Linked DNA regions of Mus musculus: region 2 is linked to region 1. The links are chromatin contacts, called in public HiChIP or PLAC-seq maps. All regions are on one chromosome and are shown on one strand. Each heading gives the region's core, a stretch centred on a gene start, on an enhancer-like site or on the middle of the called end of the contact. The rest is flanking DNA. Distances are from core to core; before and after follow the strand shown.

Region 1 (6,896 bases), core at 2,271-4,770:
TGCCAAAGAAGTAAAGACAAGAGGGGAATACAAGAATGAATTACATATTTTTTCCTTTTATTAACACCTTTAAACACAACTGTGAAATGAATAAGAATAAGTAACATATGCTGCTGCCTCGTACATCGTGTGGGGACAGGCAGTCAGTTTCTGAATCAATAAGCACTTTGATTACACTGTTGCTGAGAAACAATGCCTAAAAACATATTCCAGTACAATTTCTGTGTAATCGGTTCCTCCTGTCCCATCAAGTGTGACAGTGTATTATTATATATTGACAGAAAACATCAATATGGATGATGTTAGACAGCGTGAGGAAAGCATTTTGGTGTGCTGATTTTGTCTTCATAATAGCAGCATTGATCTGTGTTTCGGCTAACAGGGCTACGGCAGCTCACAGCTAATTGCCGGCATCTACATTGGCATGAGCAGTAACATGGTGGATATCAGATGGGATCTAAATACACAGAAACATCTCTGTAGACTAATGATTTTTGTCAATTTTAAACTCATTATTAATCTCATTTGTCTTTATTTATTCAGGGCTTTGAAAATGTTGGTAAACTGTGGCTCACTTAAACTTTCAGTAGAGTTGGTATGGAAACAACAACCAAGATCCAGTTTGCTCACTTTTCTCCTATAAGACATGTAAACTGCTCTGGTGGTTAATGGCCCAGAGAATCATTGTTAGATGTTTCAGACATTTACTCAAATGATTTCTTTCCTTAGGAACTGTTATCACTTATGCCTTTTATCTGTTACAAATACCACCTTCGTCCTTAAGTAATGTGGAAATTTTTTTTTCTCTTCAGCTCAAATTCAGAGCAAAACTTAGGAGCAAGGGAAAGGATGTGAAAATTGATTTTAATCCATCAGTCATTAAACAAAGGCTGCTCAGAAGACGCTCAGTATAATCATATATGTTTCTAAATTAATAATATCTGACAGATACTGGCTTTGATCCAGCTTTGATCAGAGTTAAGCCTGTTGTTGGCCTAACCTGAACTTTGTTTCACTGTCAGTGTCCTTGTAGAATTAAGGTCAATATACCCTGAATTTTGTTTCACTCTCAGTGTCCTTGTAGAATTAAGGTCAATGAGCCAGACATCATTCTTCCTTTGTTTCTGTCCATCTCTGTGCCTAAAACTTATCACCTACTTCTAGCTTTGTCTTCTCAACACAGACTATCCTTAGTGGAATATGTCAATTGGAGATTCCATTTACCCCTGTAATTTGCCTTAGAAATTTTCCAATCTACAGGTACTGCTACCCATGAAACATTCCTTGATAGAAAACCATAGTTCTTGTTGAAGTTAATCACCAAATTTCTCCTTCTCCATTGAGTCTCCATTGCAATGCTCTTATAAATCATCCTTTATGGGCATCATAACTTTTTTTTTTCAAGATGTATTTTACAATCTTATAAGAGGCAGTTGACATGGTAGCATGTTTGACTTCCATTCAAGGAAGCAGGCCCACATTCTGTCCACTGACTGTTTTATCAGCGTGTGAGTCACAGAGCATGAGAACCCAACTCTGTTCTTCAGAGAGGAGAGAGGTTGCTGCTGTAGATCTACACATAGTACTTGAAGGTGTGATCTTTCTCTCTCTCTCTCTCTCTCTCTCTCTCTCTCTCTCACACACACACACACACACACATTTCTTTTTGGTTTTTTTTTTTTTTTTTGGTTTGTTTGGTTTTTTTTGTTTGTTTTTTTGAGACAGGGTTTCTCTATGTAGCCCTGACTGTCCTGGAACTGACTCTGTAGACCAGGCTGGCCTCGAACTCAGAAATCTGCCTTTCTTTGTCTCCCAAGTGCTGGGATTGAACTCTTTAGCCCATGATTTATTCCTAAAAATACCAAGTTGATTACAAATCAACACAATACTTTAATTGCTGTACAAATAATTATATTTAAACATTTTTATTACAGATAAATAGCTTTTAATCTGTAAAATTTATGAGGAGGGCCATTCATTCTCCAGGCAAGATTCTGTTTTTTTTTTTTGTTTTGTTTTTTGTTTTTTTTTTTTTTTCTGTTGTCAGGTTATGAGTATTTTGTTTCTTTATAGTACACAGTGAGAGTAGGAAGCTGTTGGGAACCTATAGGTGGGAATAGGCCACATAAAATTCCATCTTAGCTGCTGTGGCTGACTGAAGTTACACAAAATAGACTATCTTCCTAGTTTGTACACCTCGGTGTGACAAGCAGAAAATTAGAGACCTGGCAGTTACAAGTGTTTGGGTTTTATGTTTTCAGATACATGGCCAAGATTGCTTTGTGACTGCCAAATCGTTACCTTAATGTAAAAAGCAGAGAAACACATTAGATTTTTACCACCTTGAAAATCATGTTCAATCATTGATTTAAAAATGTCTTCATTACTAGATGGGGAGGAAAGTTTCTTTCTCTTTCCAGAATGCTGTCCACTCATTTTGTAGGGTTGAGACTTGAAAAAGAAAATTGACAATACTACTAAACTCTAGAACATCTCCTGGACTTTGAAATATTAATTTAATTACTGGAAGCCTTTTAGGGCAACAAATGCCCACCAAAGGGGTGGCAACATGGTTACTGTCAATCTTGTGTACTGTCTTACTTCCCTCTTAGGTACAGTGGGGCTTTCTATGATTTTTACTCAGTCCTCAGGTTTAACACAGGATGAACGAGAAAAACAGATAAAATATTCAGCCAACTCCAAAGAAAACAATGTAAGGCAGACTGCAGTTGAGCTAACCAGAATCTCAGAAATTAGGCAACCAAGTCATTCGGCACAAGGTAGGGATTTAGAGATTGATGAAGGAACACACAAACATGGAAGAAGACAGGATCTGAGATAAAAGTTTTAGGGACAGATGGGACCCATAAAATTCCATGTATCTACCTGGATTTAGATTATGATCTAAAAAACTGTTTTCTGGTCAACACCATTGCTCTTTGAGTGTTTCATTTCAGTTTACCATCTTGGTATGTTTTCTGTCCTTTTTGTTTCTATAACTCAGTCATGATGAGTCCTGCTTGGACATATAAGGAACAGAATGATATGGTTCCTGTCCCTAGAACAGAGCCAGCAAGATGTGGGCCTCCACAGGGTGTTGATGGTTGCTGTGGGCTTAAGGCTTGTTTGTATAATAATGTATGTATTTTAACTCTCCTCCTTCAAGGAATGCCACTCTGCCAAGGTTAATGACACCATGATAATCAGAGACAGCAAGAGTCTGGAAGCTGAGGGTGTGTCTAATGATTCAGCAAAATAGTGAAATGATGTAACCTTTAGGACACCCCTTAAGGCTATGAGAAAGAACTCTAAAAACATGAGTTCAAAAATATATAATTTCTCAACTATGCAGAATATATGAATGCAATATGAATTGTATAAAGAGCTTCACAGATGGCAGCTACACTATGAGCCAACTTGACAGAAAGATACTAAGGAGGAAGATAAAGAGATGTAGGGAGTGGTGATCACAGGACTAGAGCCCACTCAACTGTATTGTTGTTGTTTAAGCCTAGAAAGGCATGCAGATTCCTGAATTCAAGGTCAGTCTATAAGGTGGGAGTTTAAGGTCCAGGCCCAAGCATGGTAGGAATGATAATTTCAGGGTGGGGTCCCACTCAGCTGTCTTATTGTCTGTGCTTGTGTTTTTTGTCTCTTTCTAAGAATCCTGGGGCTGTGATATGCTCTTTCATGGGATAATCAAAAGGGTAAAGACTGCATTAATATGTAAATAAAAGACTGGGCTTTTGATCTTGAGAAGATGAGCTGTCCAGAGTTTTTAGAATAGCAAGAGAAAACTGTCTCAAGCAGAACACACACAGAAAGAGTGATCAATCTGAAAAGCTGTCTCAAATAGATCATAAGTCATCAGCCTGGACCCTTGATTTGACTTCTAGACATTTACTTCACCATTCCCAGACATCCCTCTCTCAGGAACCCTGCTCCAAGCTGAGTCTGGTCCTTGGCATAATCAAATGTACTGCAATTAGATAATAGCAAAAAAAAATATATCTATTTGGAAATGTGACCTGGATATTAAGAAAGGTTTCCAACTTCACACACACAATTAATCATGACGCACATGATCTGTTTCTGCTCTTTTTAAAAAGTCTTCAGAGTATTCTTTCACGTTTGCAAGTTTGTTTGTAAAGAGTTTCATTCATTTCTTCAAGGTTCTAAGTTCTTGGATTTCTAATATCAAAATGATGGATAGGAGGTGTCTAATAAAAGTTTGTATCCTGATCTGAAGTGACAGAGTATGTGTGCATCTTGGGCTCCTAGTGTTTTACAGAGTTTTTAACCAGTTAGGCCAATGAGGGTCCCAGGGTCTCTTCTCAGATGCCAATTACCCCATTTTAACACATTCTAACATTAGAATATGCATTACAAATTGAACTTCTGTTTTGAATACTGCATTGTCTCCCTTAGACAAGCAATAAAGACCAGGGACTTAAACAGTCATAGGTCAGTAGGGGCACTGCACCCTAGGGAACCAGTACAAAAAGACAGTACATTGCTCTTTAATGCTGAGCCTACCTTGCTCAGAACATGTCCTTACATGAGAATGTGAAGTATTCTTGATGAAAATAGAGAAGTAGGCTGTGGTGAAGCACTTCCTGCAGGTGCAGAGGGAGAACTCTTGGAGCAAGAAGATGGGTGATAAGGAACTAACTGGTGTTGGGAGTATTACAACCCCTGTGGAAATTGGTGGGCAGGTTCCTCAGAAAGTCAAACATGGAACTGTCATTCCAGTACACACATTCACAAAGGATTGCTCACCCTTGCTCATCTGCTTCTCTATTCAAAATAGAAAGGAAATAAAATCAGCATAGGTGAACACCAAATAAGGAAAATGTGGCATACATACACAGTATGATTCTGCTCAACTGTAAGAAAAAGCACATTTTGCAAGAAAATGCCCATATCTGGAAAGCATTATATTAGATTAGACAAATACTACATAGTCTCTTTCATAGGTGGGTAGCAGCTTTGCATGTCTGTGCATATAAAACATTTTTTTTAAAGGATAAAATAAAGAAACTGAGGAGACAAGACAGCCATTCCAGAGATCCTCTTATCCCTGCACTCTCCCCAGGTCTGCCCATAGCATTGCTCTGAACATAGCTGTTCCTTTTGTTTAGAATTATGTTCTCCTGTCTTCACACTTAGCTTGAGAGTGTCTGCACAAATGCCAGTGTTTTAATGACAATTGTGCTGGTAAGATGGTAAGTCGTCCCTTCCCTCTAAAGGTGCCCAATGCTTACATTCTCTCACTTACTGTACTTCTTACAAGTCCTTCTTAGAGTAATATTTATGATATTTATCTTGCATTTTTTCCACCTTAAAAGTAGCATTCTAGTATGTGATAAGTGTTATTTATATATTGCAAAAATCTTACAGGGTGTTGGAATGAATTGATCTATTGACGGTAGATATCAGTATCATTTCATTGCATAGTTATTTCTAAGTTGAAAAAATATATGCTCTTTAGTGAGAAAACATTTAATGGAGAGAACTCTGACAAAGCTCTAGCAGACAACTGATCTAAGTTTAGACGGGGTCAGTGCATTTTCTACACACCCCAATCTGAGGGTTTCCATGGAAGCTGCATCTATGCTGAGCACCGTAGATGATTGACTATTTAATAGTTCACTACTAGAGAGAAGGACTTTTGTTATTAAGAGACAAATGGAACAGAAATGGTAGGCACCTGTAATCTCAACACTCGGAATGGAGATTCAGGAGAATCAGGATCCCTAAATCTGCCTGGACTATACGTGAATTCTAGGCCAGCCTGAGTTACAGATGACCACACCTCAAAAACTTTAAAAAACAAACAAACAAAAAAAGGCTTGGTCTGTATTTCTCATTCCTTTTAACATTCATTTGCTACCAACTTCGGTATCACCTATCTCACAGGGAAACATGCCCCTCCATGGTAACCTCAAAACATGCTATGTGGCCATGGTCACTAATACTTGCCTCAGAATACAGATTTATTATGCCCTTTGGAGCACAAGCCTCGATTTACATGGAATCTTGAGTGGCATGCACTTAACATAAATAAAAGAAATGCAACTTCCACATTAGAATTCCAAATATAAAATTAAAATGATGTTGAATAATATTTATTAAATGAAAGTGTTATCTGTGGGTTCTTAAAATGCATGCAAAAATGTCTTTATCCATACTTGTCAGTACTTTTTAAATTAATTATGAAAAATAAGGAAATTAATGCATCATTTCATTTTGCTTTACTGATTTGAATATTTTTGGCAGTTACATTTTTAAAATTAAAAAATATGCTCACCATGTGCAACTCTAATTAAGTTAATGTATAAAATATGTTCTTTAGCCTAGTCTAACACAGACCTATGACACTGGCCATGTGGTAAGCTGAAACAGTATTGCTTGTGCAAAGCTGTTTCGGGCAACTTAGCAAGACCTTATCTCAAAATTTAAGAAAGAAAATCATAATTGATTGCCTAACATATAAAAGGCACTAGATACACACACACACACACACACACACACACACACACACAAAAGCCGGGCGTGGTGGCGCACGCCTTTAAACCCAGCACTCGGGAGGCAGAGGCAGGCGGATTTCTGAGTTTGAGGCCAGCCTGGTCTACAAAGTGAGTTCCAGGACAGCCAGGACTACACAGAGAAACCCTGTCTCAAACACACACACACACACACACACACACACACACACACACACACACACACACACACAAAAGGCACTAGATGATGTCTCCATAGTCTCTGTTAAAAGCCAGGAAGCATAAAAACTATATTGCCACAGTCTCCAAAGCTCCTGTGCTGGATAGCTTTATGTCAGCGTGACACAGCAGCAGTCATCTAAGGGGAGGAAATGCAAGAAATGTATTCCA
Region 2 (6,506 bases), core at 2,308-4,807, 360 kb before region 1:
GCCTGCCATCCTGAAAAGGCAGAGGTTAAGAGTTGAAACCACAGTGATAGCCTGGAACTCACTGCACCTCCTCTAGGTGAGCTAAACAGTGGTGACCATTTACAAGGTGACAGACAGCAGGAAGTGGCAGGATGGGTTTCCTTTGTGTCACAGCTCCACTCAAGGGAAGGCTTAGGTTGTTTGCTATTCTTTTCGTAAACACTGGACTCCATGGCACTTTGAAGACAGAAGTGGACCAGCTGACCTTTGACCTGGCCCTTCATTCACAGTCAGGAGCACCTCCATCCCTAACTGGCATGTCTGCACCTCCAGGGTTTAGCACTCCAAGATACTTGCTAACAGTTATCTCTCTACTCTCAATGAGATGCTTTAAGGATTGTGCTGTAATAATAATAAAAAAGACAGTAGATTGTCATATCGACCTGGTAAGTGCTTTCTTAGGGATTCAATTCACACACTTTGATAAGGATGGGCCACATGTTTGTGGGGTATAGTTTTGTTTTTCTAGTGAGTTACAGGATAGCATCAGCAATAAATTGAATATATATATCCTGATGGATTTACTTCCAGTGAAAGGGTGTCCCCTGAGCTGGCCACCATCTGCTCTTCCCCAAGCCCACCTGTATCAGCCCATGAGCAAAGTCAATACCTGAGGCTGAGGAAGTCACAGGAAACTGAAAGCAATGGTCAAGTTTTTAATGAACATGCAATCTTCTATAAATAAATGATAAAATTGTCCCTAGATCTTGGGGGATCAAAAAGTTCAATAATTAGAGAATTTCTATAGGATTGTAAAATTGATGTAAAAGAATAAAGCAGATAGAATTTGCTTCCAGTGACAAAGACGATATTTAAAATATAGACAATATCACTGGGAAGTTTCGAGAGTCGAGAGTTCTCTAAAATGCTACAAAGCTCGAGGTTCGTCATACAAGGATGAGGTCTGAAGCCTGTAAGCAAGCAAGAAGCACACCAAACTCAGCACTGTAAGAATGCTCCCCACAAGCCTGGAGATCTACACTGTCAGAGTGAAGGTCTCCTGGAAGCAGAGCAGGCTCCCGATAGATACTTCCGTTGACCGTAACACTTATTAAACTGCTCATTACGAAGGGGATTGCCAAGATTTATCACCACAATGTGAGTGAGAGATCAAATCCTTCAGGCTGAAAACGGTAATGCTTGCCATATTTTAGCCATTTGCTACTGCAAACACACGCACATTTCAGTTTCTGTAACTGAGCTTGCCTCCAAAGCTGATGATCAAACTTACAAAGAAACTAAGAACATGAGTAAAAAGGTATTCAATTCTCAGCTGCTCCATGATAAAGCACGCCTCACCCTTGTCCAAAATGAAAAGTTATTCTTCTATACTGTAGCAGAAATGCATTACTTTTGTGTTCTCCGACACTTAACAAGAATAATATATTCTTAAAATAAGGTATTAGCATATATTAAAATTGTCCTGTGTAATTGGCCTCAAAAACAATTAAAAAGCTTTAAGTCATGCCTGAAACCTACATCCTTAAATTTAAAACGTTGCCTGTTTCAACCATAAATAAGCATTCTTCCCCACCTTAGACATGCATGTATTATACTGGCTCCCTGTAATCTGTACTCAAAAGCAAACTACCACCCAGTGGAGAGAGTGAAGATCTTCCAGGGATATTGGCAAAGCAAGCCAGGTTTTTTTTTTTGGGGGGGGGAGGCAGGGGGACAGTGTAGGTGGGTCTATGGGAAGTGAAGAGCAAGGCAGGGCAGGGAGCCCTGTTTAGCGCTAAGCTTGACTGGTCATCAATTTATATCCAATGGGAAAGGAAATCTTCCCCTGGGCATACTTGGTAGTGTGGCTTCTGAGGAAAACAGGCTAGGGAGACCTTTCACCGACAAACACTCTGTTCATGCTCAGCTCAGTGAAAATAGGGGAAGACAAGAGGCAAAACTACAGACAGAAGAGAAAGGGAAGTGTGTGTTGGGGGTTGGGGGGTGCACGTGTGGAGTGAGTGTGGAGTGTGCATCCTTTAAACACTGGGGGGGGGGGTTCTGAGTGTGAATCATTTCTCACAGGAGGGAAGTGCCAGTGTATGAGAGGATGGGAGAGCTGAGAGGGAGTGTGCTCATAAAATCGAGATTTATGGGATCTGAATATGGTACTGGACCTTGAGTGTGGGTGTGACAGAAAAGTGCATGGGAGGCAAAGCTGGAGACAGATGATGGTCTGGGAGGGGAAGACAAGGGCTATGGTGAGGACCGGAAATTAGTGGAAAGGGAAATCTGGAAAAACAGGGAGAATAAGGAATGACAGGAACTAAGGTGTGAGGGAAACACTGGGAACACTATAGCATAGGAGTAAACCAGAGACTGGAGGCAATAGGGGTGACTGAAGAGGGAGTTGGAGAAATGGGATAGGGGACAGAGGAAGAGGGAAACACAGAAGGAAAGCAGCTACAGGAGGGGGAAAAAAGCTGAATGGAATATTTGGATCTTACTGTTCAAGTGAGAGGGAAAATAAATGGAGCACAGAGCCAGCAGTTGAGAAAAGTCGCTTACGGAGTGAAGCAGAAACAAGCCCTGTAAACTTGTCAGACTCCTGGAGTACCGCTGGCAGCAGAGCGGAGACCTGGCTCCAAAGTGGCACCTGCCCCTCCTTCAAGCCCCACACTTCCTAAGCCCGGGCTGCTTGGAAAGCGCTTTTCCCTCTCTCCCTAATCCAGCCAGACCCCTGCCCCGGGGTCCGAGAAGCCCAGGAAGGGTCATGCGTGGCTAGCCTGAGGTGTGGTGTTTTTGCTCGTGAGCAACAGCAGGATTCACTCTGGGTGTAAAGCAAGGTGCAGAGAGGGAAAGGGACGGAAAGACAGACTGAGGCAAGTGTAGAGAGGGCGCGCGGTCCCTACCTGAGCACCGCTGTGTCACCTTTCCTCACCAGCATGTTGTCCACGGCCGCCCAAGGGAAGTCCACGCTCTGCCCGGCCGGGAGGCAAGAGCACAGGCTCAGAAGCACCGCCGCCAGCCACTGGTTCGAGCAACAAGCGCCCTGCGCCAGGAGCACCATGTCCGTGCCTGCCAGGCTGCTCGCTCTCCGGCAGCGTCGGCTCCCACCCCCTGCTGCTGGCGAGGCTGCCCGATAACCAGGCGGCGCGCCACACGAGATTTTTTTTCCTCTTTTCCTTTTTCTGAGTGGGTGGGTGGGTTTCTTCTCTTTCTCGCCCCCTCCCTAGTTGTCGGGCGTAGTTTCCCTCTTTCCCCGGCCTCGCCTCCTTTCTGCTCCTCTGCAGCTTGCCTTCCCTCCCTCCCCTCCCGCCCCCTGGCACCGCGCTCCACCTCCTTCGGGGCGCCCGGCCGCGTCCGGAGCGTGGCTAATCCCTGGCGGCCGCACACCGTCCTGCGAGGCTGCGAGCAGAGCGCGGGAGGCGGCGCAGGCAGCGCGGGGCGCAGCAGCGGCCGGCGGCCCCCGGGCTCGCGCGCGTTGCCAAGCGGCCGTTTCCGTAGCAACCCCGCCCAGGGATGGAGGACCAGGCAGGGAGGGGGGCCGGAGAAGCGAAAGAGATAGATCAAAAAGAGGAAAGAAGAGGGACTGGGAAGCTAGGGCGACTGAGGATACGCCGAGGTCTAGTCCGGCTTGGCAGCGCGAACTAGAGAGCTTTGCGAGCCGCGGGGCTGGGAAGTCAGGGCATAAGGGCCAGGCCTGCCCTCTGGTGCTTTCGGCTCCTCGGGCCCCCGACTTTAAAGTGCTCAAGTTGGGGTCGGCGCCATCATGACGCCTGAGACTGAGTGAGTTGGCTTTTTTTGTTGTTGTCTTGTATTTTTTTTTTAATCCTGACTAGCTAATAGCGCTGTTAATAAACTGCCAGTTAGCTCTCTCTTCTCTCTCTTCCTCTCCTCTCCTCTCCTCTCCTCTCCTCTCCCCTCCCCTCCCCTCCCCTCCCCTCCCCTCCCCTCCCCTCCCCTCTCCTCTCCTCTCCTCTCCTCTCCTCTCCTCTCCTCTCCTCTCCTCTCCTCTCTTCTCTCCCCTTCCTGTTTCCTTCCCTCCGTTCCTTATTTTTCCTTTAGTGGGGGTATTTCTTTTCACCCTCTCTTGGAGATAAGCAGGGATTGTGGCGGCGCTGCTGCTTTACGGGGACAGTATAGTGATTCGGGCATGCCGACCGAAAGCTAGTGCGTGTGTGAGTCCGCCTGTGCGTACTGGAGAACGCCTGCCCTTCTCTGTGCGTCTTGATACTAACTTGCGCATGAGTGTGTGTGCGCGTGTGGTGTCAGCACAGAGTGTCCACTTGTGAGAGGGAGATGGAGTGTGCAGGGCGCGTGCTGGGCCCGGGAGCGCGCGACACGCAGGCGCAACGGGAGGGATGGGCGGGCCTTACTGGGATGCAGAGTTGGAGGAGGCTGCAATCAGTGTTTTAATTGTGTGGAGCTAGGCGGTCCTGTTATGTAAGAGGCAGTTTAACCCATTTGAGCCTACTGGGCGGAAGGCTTGCGCATTCGGTTGAAGCCAAGGCATTCCTCGGCTTTAAAGAGTCCCAGTTGTATTTTTTTTTTTCACCGCCTCCCAGTTGGGGTGGACCTGCATCCTTTGAGCAGTAACCTCAACCCCTCAAGGGGCAAGCAGTGTCCCGCGGATCTGCTAGCCTACGCCCAGGTCAGGGCAAAACAGGGTACAAGGCACGGGGGTCACCCCATAGTCCACTCTTCCCCCCCCCCCACCCCCTTTCTGGCACTCATTTTCAACCCTAAGATCCTAGAGGTCTTCCAGGCGATTTGCAAATCAATGAGAGAATCTGAATCCAGAACAGCGATTCCAGTGCCCATGAGGAGTTTGGGAAGCTGGTGGTTAGAAATAACTTACCCTCACCACTTGGTTTCCCCCACCTTCCGCCTGTAGCGGTATTTACAAAACACATTCGTCTTTCACTGGTGCTCATTTGAACTCCTTTATTTATTTATTTATTTATTTATTTATTTATTTATTTTATTCTTTTATTTTTTTCTGAACGCCAGCAGGGCCCCGCGGCAGAGCGCACTGAAGCAAGGATCTCTGCAGGGGTCAGCATCCGGCTTCCTCCCCAGACTGAGCTCTTGATGAGGCAGGCAGGAGTCATAGATGTTGGTGGTACCCAAGGTGGCTTTTTATTTTTTATTTTTATTTATCACGTTGTCTAAGGATAGATGGGGTAGGGCCAGCAATTCACATCACCCGGGACCACCCAGACTGACTATCCAGGAGCCTCTAAGCAACATCACCACCCTGCAGAAGATTCCCTGCGAGGCTCAGCAATTAACGGAGAGGTTTGCAGCAGGAGCTACTGATGTGATTAGTATTCAGGCTTAATTCTCAGAACCCGCTCGGGAATTGAAAGTGCGGTAGTATTCAGCCGCATTTCGAAACATCAATAAAATGTTAGTCATTTGCGGATGAATGAAAACATTTTTCTTTACCGTCTGCTGTGCTAGGGAAATTATTGTCAAATGGCAGCCTCCCACTAATATTGATGCCAGATACCTAAAGCTCTCCTCTTGTGTACTTCATTTAACATTCTTGGCAGTGCACTCTGGATAAAGCTTAAAATTATCTAGGACAAACGAGGTATTAGAAGGCTTGACTTCCCACTACGTGGCCAACTAGTTCCATGCGGTATTATTTCGCTATCGATAAACTAGACGCCAATGAAAAGAGGCAGAAGCCTCAGTTTCTGGCATTGAGCCAAAGTTTAAGGATATTGTATGCAGGGATGGAAGAGCCAGCGCCTTCAGAGTACAAGCCACTGAAAGACATCCTTTCCTAACTGCTTTCCCCAGAGACTAACTAACATCTTCAGCAGTGGTAGTGGGGGGTGTTGGATAGGATGGGGGGATTCTGTGGCCAGGGAGTGAGCTCTACAGCAATTTTAATATGTACAACAACCCTTCAGGCTCCTAGACCGAAACTGGAGCCACTTCTATTTAAAGGCAATGAGTTTCCTTTCCTCTTTCTGGTTTCTATCTGGGCTTCTAGTCGATGATCAGAAAATACTTAACTCTTACAGAACCAATGTAAGCAAAAGAGAAGCCAAGGTGATAAATGTTGCGATCTTAGAGTTTATTTGTAAGTATGTCACAATTAAGGAATGCATGTCAGGCAGTTGCTCTAGCCCAGTGCTTTTATGCTGCCCTCTGATTAAACAGGGAAATGGGAAATAAGTTTATCCTCATGTTATTGCAGGCTTACCATTTGACCCTTCTGAGGGTTCACATCTGAGGGTATTTTTCAGGTTTCCTAGCATTTGCTTCTGAGGCCTCTGAATTCTTCCCAGTAGAGATATAAACTCTGGAATTCTTTGCTCCTGTTGAGGAAACTATAGAGTAAAACCATGTAAGAAAATGAAAATGGTAGAAAACCCTACCTGTAGAATAGAAGGCCACACTGTCTTCAAATGGATGGTGACTACCTGAGAGGATGTCATGGGATGGTACCCAGGTCAGATATCATGGGGTGTCTTACTTTGTAAGCATGCATTTCGCTGTTTCTAAACCTC

The links. HiChIP or PLAC-seq counts read pairs in DNA pulled down with a chosen protein or histone mark.
Region 2: an H3K27ac HiChIP or PLAC-seq map of embryonic stem cells shows a contact between it and region 1, with 5 read pairs. The contact joins the promoter of 4930570G19Rik here to the enhancer-like site in region 1. A contact is called at or near these places in 4 of 39 promoter capture datasets (embryonic stem cells, hippocampal neurons, pre-B cells and 1 more) and 2 of 115 datasets of contacts at active chromatin or transcription factors (embryonic forebrain and embryonic stem cells).

What each region holds. Positions count from the first base shown.
Region 1 is chr3:156,196,600-156,203,495 of GRCm38.p6, reverse strand. No RefSeq gene overlaps it. Among named protein-coding and RNA genes, the nearest start is that of Gm33311, 180 kb to the left of the region's middle. Within about 2 kb of position 3,520, at least 9 of the 459 cell types and tissues checked have an H3K27ac peak or open chromatin away from gene starts, as enhancers often do. A contact at or near this core is called in embryonic stem cells, where this site is marked.
Region 2 is chr3:156,558,738-156,565,243 of GRCm38.p6, reverse strand. 4930570G19Rik (RIKEN cDNA 4930570G19 gene) reads left to right here and starts at 3,557. Exons shown (of 4, transcript NR_040399.1): 1 at 3,557-3,768. It overlaps Negr1 (neuronal growth regulator 1), which reads right to left and starts at 3,450. Exons shown (of 7, transcript NM_001039094.3): 1 at 2,892-3,450. The coding sequence starts at 3,049.